Regions from separate parts of the Gossypium raimondii genome. Here regions 2 and 3 are each linked to region 1. A link is a contact called in public Hi-C data. All regions are on one chromosome and are shown on one strand. Each heading gives the region's core, a stretch centred on a gene start, on an enhancer-like site or on the middle of the called end of the contact. The rest is flanking DNA. Distances are from core to core; before and after follow the strand shown. Region 1 holds the start of LOC105777181 (integrin-linked protein kinase 1). Region 2 holds the start of LOC105775894 (protein LURP-one-related 10). Region 3 holds the start of LOC105776825 (shikimate O-hydroxycinnamoyltransferase).

Region 1 (2,866 bases), core at 135-2,634:
TAAATGATAAAAACTTAATAATACAACTCTACCCAATGATATATCGATTATTAGTACTTTTGAATTAACTATTTATACCTCAAGAACAGATATGGATACTTGACTCTATAAAATTATTGTGATTATTGACCCTAATTATCAATATTTAACCACTAAAATATTTAAACCTACCTTAAAATTATTTTAAATTCACAATTTTAAAATGTTTAAAGAATTTTCTAATAATATTTTCACAAAATAACTTAAAATAAATTAATAAAATTACCATCAAATTCAAATAATTTAGTAAGAATAAGTGTATCTAATTTGCCCATACCATTTATTATGTATACATTAGGTATCGTATTATATTTATGACACTATTTTATATTTACGTTTGAAGCATGTACAAAAATGAAAAGTAATATTTTTCTATAAATGTATTATATTCTCTCCATTCACTTACTTATTAATTTTAAATTCCACACACTGAATAATAATAATAATAATAATAATATGTCCTTTAATTATCATAAATTTTTATATTACTAATCAAAAGAATAATTTTATGCAACATGCCCTAAAAAGTAATTTTTATATACATTATTCAAAACTTTTAAATTAAACCTTCTCCATATTATATAATATTTTTTATAGATAAAACGTCATAAAAATAAAAAGAAGTTAATAATAGAAATAACTTTGAAAGAAAAATAATAATTTAGATATTGTCTTATCTCTCACATAACAAATTTCATCTATGATAAGAATTTCGTTTTTCCTACCCCTAAAAATAGGTTTTTTTTTTCGAAAAAATAGTTAATATGTAGTATTTTAGTTTTAGAAAAGAAAAAATTAAAATTACCCAAAAATTTAGTTTAATGTGAACGTTATAAATTTTAATTTTGTATAATTTTATATATAAATTTTAAATTTAATTTAAGTTTAATAATATTATCAGTTTAGCGTCAATTTATTTTTATATATTATATATACATATAATTATATTAATCAAATACAAAAATAAATAAATTTATTTAAAATTGAATAAAATCAAAATTCTATGTGTATAATTATATTAAATTAAAATTTATATTTTAAATATTATATATTAAAATAAAATTTAAGTGTAATTTTAATATTTATTTTATTTTAGAGAAAAGTCAATCAAAATCAAATCGAATATAGTGATAGTTGAATCTAGCTGTAATTATTCATATTCTTTTAGAAAAAAAAAATCTCTTGGATAACATTTTGAAAATTTTACTGATTAAAAAGTAAAATATAATTATTATTGAAATTAATTCAAAGAATAAATTATGGATTTTTTTCGGCATTTGTCTCTCGCAACAAACACAACGTTGTACGTTGTAATAAGATAGATAGCACTATAAATGAATATTTAGGTGAACGCCATTTTCGGTGGTTTCGTGGGTTGAAACAAAAAACAAGCAGAGTAAAGGAGAAAAACCAAAAGCCAAGTTTCGACCATCTTTTTTTTTGCCTTGATTTTCTCCTTTTTTATTAGGTCCCCTGCGCTTCGCTCGGATCTCAAATCTTCTATCCTTCATCTCCTCATTCAGGCTTCGGCTCGATATCGGGATCCCTGAGCTTAAACTTGCTTCTCCGTTTTCTCCCCCATTTGGCTCTCGATCGTCCGAATCCAGATTTCCTCTTCACATTCCCTTGTTTTATCGATGATTATGTGAATTGTGTTGCTGTTCCAAATTTCTGGATTACCCTTTTAATTGTATCCTAAGAAACCACCATGGCATTAGCAGCTCAGTTAAACCGGGGAATCTCCCGCCAGTTCTCTACCGGGTCAATAAAACGGAGTTTCAGCCGCCAGTTCACGCGGCAGACATCGCTGGACCCTCGGAAGAACAATCAAAGATTCAGCTTTGGTCGGCAGTCGTCGCTGGACCCAATTAGGCGGAGTCCCCTCCACGATGATATGGCGGTGCCGGAAAACCTTGACGCGACCATGCAGCTGCTCTTCATGGCGTGTAGAGGGGATGCCAAAGGAGTGGAAGATTTGTTGAATGAAGGCGTTGACGTGAATAGTATTGATTTGGATGGCCGTACTGCTTTGCATATCGCTGCTTGTGAAGGTCATGTTGAGGTTGTTAAGCTGCTTCTTGTTAGGAAGGCTAATATTGATGCCCGTGACCGTTGGGGTAGTACGGTACGTTTCTTCTTCTTCCTTCTTTTTTTATTCATTTTTTCTTATTTTTTGTCCGTTTTCTTTTAATCCTTTATTTGTTTGAATTGCGGGGAAAGTTATTATTTATTTGCAGGTTTTAACTATTTCATTGTTATCATTGTGATTAATCATCTTTTTTGGTCGGTTTTGTTCATACAACTTACTGGTTTTGAACATGGAAGTTTAAAGATGTTAGATTAGATTTTGTTTCAATGCTTAAGCTATTTAGCTTTGATTGATTATTGGGATCTTGTGTGGTGTGGTTTAGGGGAGAAAACAGGCAGTAAATAAACAAATTAGGGCTGAAGTATGAATAGGAAAGAAGATGAACTCTAGAAAACTTAGGTTATAGAAAACCTCTAATTTTCTATGAATTCAAAGACTTTCATTCTTGCAACTGGGCTTTCTTGTAAACAAAGTTTTATCCCTAATCCAAAGTTTAAATCCTAATGATACTAGCCGTCTAAAATATATCCATACTTAGATAAAATATTATAAGATCAAACTGTCATAATAAAATATTGTAATAAAAAGAAAAGCTCCCATCTCATCTCCCCGCTTGAAAAATTCGACTCCGGTGAGAAAAGTTTCGCCACTTCAGCATAATTTTCTAGATCGGCTCTTTGCAGCCTCTTCTCCATGATTAATATCTTTACTGACTCAACATGTGCCTTTTCATCTTGT
Region 2 (2,866 bases), core at 249-2,748, 230 kb before region 1:
TATTTTCATTATTATTCTTAATATATATTATTAACCCTAAGCTTAATTATTGCGTTGAGCTAAGCTTAAGCTTGAGTACAAAAATTGATAAACGAACTTAACTGAGCTTAAAATAAGATGTTTGATCGAGCTCGAATCAAATATCAAGTTCTAAAATTTGAGTCGAACTCGAACTTAAACTACTTATGTTTAATTTTATACATCAATGAATTAAATAATACATAATATCAAGAGTAAAAGTAAATAAATTCAAATATCTGTCGAAGAGTTTTTAAAATTTTCATCGGACACTTAAATAACATGGGTTGAAACATTTTCATCCACTTCCGCTGAAGATAAAAGGGTGACATAGATTAAACCCATGTCATCTGAGTTAAAAAAAAAATTAACCACCGTCCAAAGTAAGCCTTTGCAGTATTAAACTTTGTGTTAATATATTCAATTTTGTGCATAGTCTTTTGGCTCTCTGAGTAATATTGAATTTGTGCATAATATTTGGCCTAAAAGGTGGATATAATTAGTGCTTTAGTAAGAAATGATTAGGATTGGAATAGTAAATTTAGTACCTGTGCAATAATAGCGTGTCCTGCAAAAATAGTGCAGCTGCTGTCGCGCCAACCCTCTGTGATCTTGAAATCAGGCAGTGATTCACTGGTATTGGATGCCAAGAAAACATCTAAAGTCGTAGTCGTCGTAGTCTTCGTCCTCATCTTCAGATGAACCAAAGACGATTTCCTCACACTGAAAAGAAAATCACTTGATTTGTCGCTTTCCCCTCTAAAAACTCTCCATCTCCTATGAACACTCAATATCTAACCAAAGAACACCAAATTTATATTCATTGAATTTGAATTCACATATTGTCCAAGAAAATGGGAACCAAACCTTCACCTTCTGTTTGAGGGAAACGAGAGGATTTCCAGCAGCGTCAAGCAAAACGCGGCGATCAGGAAAGCTGAACAACTTGTTTTTAACCTTGAAAATAGGGTTATCATTAACGTCGGTGATATCGAAGTTATTTTCAGCAACCGTAAATACCGTGTGTTGTATTTTAAGATCCACAGGGTATGGGGCAATGTACTGTTCACCGATCACCACAATGGGGTTACTCTCCGTCGTATAGGCATTGGCCGGTGCCGTTCCTGACGCTGGCCCTGGAAGCTTTCCTCCCATCGCAGCTGCCATTGGATATCGAATATTATCTCTTATTCTTACAGGAAATTAAAACAGTGAGGAAATTCTATTGAAAATTTGGTACGGGATTAACATTTATTTATGCAAAATATGTGTACGTGCAGATTCAATGAGATTTCTGTTGCTATATTCCATGTTTTGGATCAAATTCTTACGCCAGCTACTGCAGTTTGTTCCGCATGAGAAGAAGCTTGCCGGCCATTTCATGTTTTTTCCAACGCTTTCACCTACTAAAATACAAATTTGGCTTAACCATTTTTCTCTTCAATGAATAGAGTAAAAAGGTTGACGAATAATTAACTCTCTTTTTTCCCCAAACAGACTGATAAGCTAACTTAAGATAATTATCTAACAATAAATGAAGATTGAATGGTGGTGATGCTGCTCTTCCCCTCTCTAATTTTAGTGTGTGGTGGGTATAGACCGATTGTGTGTTTTCTAATATTGATTGTATTTCTCCGAAGTTGTTTCTTTGGTGGGAGAGAATGCGTTTATTGTGTTGGAATATAAGGGCTTCGTCTTGGCCCTATAAGAAGAAATGTCTTTCTTGAAACAGTGTAGGTTATTTTGGATCCTTGCGGCGCTGTGACGTGGGCTGGTTAGGTGAATCCATTCTTTTCTTTCGGGGTATCTCGTTTAAGGGCTTTCTAAGAAGGATGGTGGTTTGCTTCTTGGGTGGGCTGTTATGTGGTCTATCCGGCCAGTGAAGGCCTTGTCAAACAATGTGCCTTTGTTAGAATCAGTTTAGAATTCTAACCAAACATTTAGAGATGACAAAACAAATCGGGAATTCGATTGTGTTAATTTGTGATAATTGTCCCCCTTTTTACTCTTTATTCATTTAAGACAATAGATATTTAAATGATGGACACCAATTCAAAGTGAATGACCAAAAATTGAAACATTATCTTGGGAATATTGATCACAAGCAGGCAGAGACCATTAAATTGGTCAAAAAATTTTAATTCTTATGAAATTTATTATGTAATTTTATTTTTATTTCAATTTTGTTTCTATTAAAGTTTGTTTTATTTTTTTATCTTATTTATTTATTTTTATTTTTGCAGAATAATTAGGTACCATTGTCGACGCATTTGGGCTTTATTGTCAACGTAGTTCATACTATTGTACTTTCACTTCTGACTCAGCAAGAATGAGGGCAGATCAGAAATTTTAGATCCTACGATTTGATCAAAAGTCACCTAGTCGTCTGATCTGTCTGAGCGAGCGCAATTCTCATTGGATGTAATTATTCCCGCCAGCTTTATTTCCCTTTAGAAAATCACGTCTTTCCATCTTCTTCTTTCACTCACTATCAACCCCTCTTCACTGTGCCGACCGTGAAACACCCAAGTAGCAATTTTTATTCACTTTCTCTTCCTTAAGTTCGTACCTTTACACCTTTAAACCATCTTCACTCCACAAAACAAGAAAAATATGGCAAGAACGAGAGGATTAGTCAAGAAAACCACCAAGCTTGTTGAAGAACACTCATCCTTTGCAACTGCAGTTCATGAGTTGAAATCCTCCATGCCAACGGAGAAAAAGGAGTCGATGATGCCGGGGTAGCGCCGAAAACTGAGGAGCGATCCGAGAATCGTGTGAAGCCTAAAGAAAAGAAGAGAAAGCGTTCTAAAGACAAAAAGCGCAAGAAGGAGGAGAAAAAGATGAG
Region 3 (2,866 bases), core at 194-2,693, 180 kb before region 1:
GGATACTTGAAAACTTAGGCTTTAACTTTTACCAATAATACTATGACATTTATAACGTATTTTTATTCGATTTATATTTTGTAAGATTTATTATTGTAATTGAAATATGCATTCCTAATACATTTTGTGATATATTTTGAGTAATTTGTTTAAATTTTAGAGAAAATATTGTGAGTTTTTAATTTTGTATAATTTATTTACTTGTTAAATTTTTTATGACTTTACCTTTATATTGTATTTATATCATGTATTAATTATTCCTATATCTATATCATATTTCAATTTATCTCTATTTTATATAATTTGTTATAAGAATATAATTAAGACATTAAAACCAAATTTCTCACATTAGATGAATTAATCAATCAATTCCAACAATTTTATAATTCTAGTTGGTCTCACACAATTCAAAATATTGGTCATAAATTTAATTAAAAAGTACATGTTTATATAAAATAGTTATTTAATATTTATGTGTATATATTAATAAGGTATTGGTATTATTAACAAATGTTGAAATTTCAAGTCTTTGAGTACTCGAGTTGAGAGTCATCATGCATAATTACCATGCATGTGTCTCTCGTCCAATCATTGTTGTTACTATATCTAATTTTAATCCAATTAATTGGTTTTACTTAATTCGTTTATACTTTATATTAATTTTAGTTTTATTTTATAATTAGTTAAACATACCTTTGTAATTGTACTATAATTGTATTATATTTATACTTATAACTTTTTATGAAATATAGAAGGTTTTTTAATAAAAAAAGAAATTAAATGAAATTTAGATCCAATCCGGAATAAACTAAATCATGCCAATAATTATCATCTATAAATATGGATTTGTAAATTAAACCTAATTTTACCTGAAGACTGTACCACCGACCGGGCAATAAGTATTTTACAAATAATTAAAATTTACATTAGGTTATTTAATATTTTTATTCATAAAATTATTTAGAAAATAAAGATTTAGTTGAGTTATAAATTTAATATTTTAATATTACAAAAAGAAACATAATATTATATATAACAGTAAAAGTAACATAAGTAATTTAAGATTTGTATTAAATATTGCAATAGTTTTTATGTTTCTCATTATGAGAATTAAGCAAAAGTATTGGCAAAATTATACTATACTAAAAAATGATATATAGTTAAAATTGTTATAAATTTATCAATTGAGTTTTAATTCAATTAGTATTGGTATTGGTACTGTTTTCAGTGTAAGAAGACGTGAGTTCAAGTGTGTTGAAGCACATTATCCTTCAAATTAATGTTTGAAGATGGACTATAAATAATTTTGGATATTATTTCAAAAAGGTGTTATCAAATTTATAAATTTTACAAAAATAAAATTGATAATTTTGTACCAAATTTAAAAGTTCACCTGTTCTTTTTATTGTAATAAATACGAAAGGTATTGAATTTAGGGATGGAGACCAGCTGGCACTTGACAATGTGATTTTGGTCTAATTCATTAAAAATTTGGATCTATAAATTAAGCGCAAAGGCTTCACCAGGGACTGCTCAAGTCTCCCTTTGCGCCCTTTACACCCTTGTTCTTCTAACACGATTTCAAGGTATGAATATTCCAATCTTTCTCTTTCATCATTCCATTTTTTTAATTAGAAAAATCACTATTTTCTCTCCTTCATCTTTCAAACATTCAGTAGAAGTAGAAGTTTATACATGTTCTTATCTCATTTTCATTGATATCAAAACCTGCCTTTTCATCCATTCATTTGAAGATGCGACTAACAATGGAGTTTGTTATCTAATTTATAGATGGAGATTACTATAAAGGAGTCTGCTATTGTTCGTCCAGCTGAAGACACTCCCAAACGAAGTCTATGGAACTCCAATTTAGATATAGTGATGATAAGATACCACATCCCTACTGTATACTATTACAAGCCAAATGGTTCTTCTGATTTCTTTGATACTGGAAGGCTTAAAGAAGCTTTGAGCAAGATTCTTGTCCCATTTTACCCTGTTGCTGGAAGGTTGGGGTATGATGAAAATGGAAGACTTGAGATAATATGCAACGGTGAAGGAGTTTTATTCGTTGAAGCTGAAACTACTTCAGTCATGGAACATTTGATTGGTGATTTTACCGAGAACCATCAAGTTTTACGTTTAGTCCCTAAAGTCGACTATTCTGAAGGAATATCTTCCTATCCACTTATTTTATTGCAGGTAATCCACAAACATTTCACCGAAAAAAGGATATAAAATATAAAGGATTATATAATAATAGTTTATTTATTGTGTGTGTATTTTACCAGGTAACTAAGTTCAAATGCGGTGGAGTTTGTCTTGGAGTAGGGATTCAACATACTTTAGGAGACGGCGCAGCGGCTCTTCATTTCATCAATAGTTGGGCTGACACTTCACGGGGCTTGACGCCTGCCATTGCACCATTCATTGATCGAACTCTTCTTCGTGCTCGGGACCCACCAACGCCTAAGCTCCACCATGTTGAATATGACCCTTCACCGGCATTGAAGTCTGCATTAAAATCTCAATCAGATGATCATAAGCCATCCATTGTCTCCACCTTTAAGCTCACAGCTGATCAATTGAACACCCTGAAAGCCAAAGCTAATGTTGCAAATGCAAACGGTGGTATAAAATATAGCAGCTTCAACATCTTGGCTGCACATATATGGCGTTGTGTAAGTAAAGCAAGGGGTCTCCCAGCTGATCAAGATACCAAGCTGTATTTTCCAGTTGACGGTCGATATAGATTGGATCCTCCGCTCCCACCAGGCTACTTCGGCAATGTAATCTTTACGACTGCATTAATTGCTCAAGCTGGTAATCTCGAAACCGAATCGTTTACTGACACCATAAAGAGGAT

Evidence for each region. A called contact is a pair of places that touch in the nucleus more often than the background predicts.
Region 2: a contact with region 1 is called in a Hi-C map of leaf, with 2.1 times the contacts expected there. The contact joins the promoter of LOC105775894 here to the promoter of LOC105777181 in region 1. A contact is called at or near these places in 2 of 2 Hi-C or Micro-C datasets (both in leaf).
Region 3: a Hi-C map of leaf shows a contact between it and region 1, with 2.6 times the contacts expected there. The contact joins the promoter of LOC105776825 here to the promoter of LOC105777181 in region 1. A contact is called at or near these places in 2 of 2 Hi-C or Micro-C datasets (both in leaf).

The regions. Positions count from the first base shown.
Region 1 is chr10:19,771,000-19,773,865 of ASM2569854v1, forward strand. It overlaps LOC105777181 (integrin-linked protein kinase 1), which reads left to right and starts at 1,385. Exons shown (of 12, transcript XM_012600290.2): 1 at 1,385-2,164. The coding sequence starts at 1,748.
Region 2 is chr10:19,538,496-19,541,361 of ASM2569854v1, forward strand. LOC105775894 (protein LURP-one-related 10) reads right to left here and starts at 1,499. Exons shown (of 4, transcript XM_012598386.2): 1 at 1,350-1,499; 2 at 892-1,178; 3 at 567-812. The coding sequence starts at 1,401.
Region 3 is chr10:19,594,694-19,597,559 of ASM2569854v1, forward strand. It overlaps LOC105776825 (shikimate O-hydroxycinnamoyltransferase), which reads left to right and starts at 1,444. Exons shown (of 3, transcript XM_012599748.2): 1 at 1,444-1,586; 2 at 1,792-2,202; 3 at 2,292-2,866. The coding sequence starts at 1,792.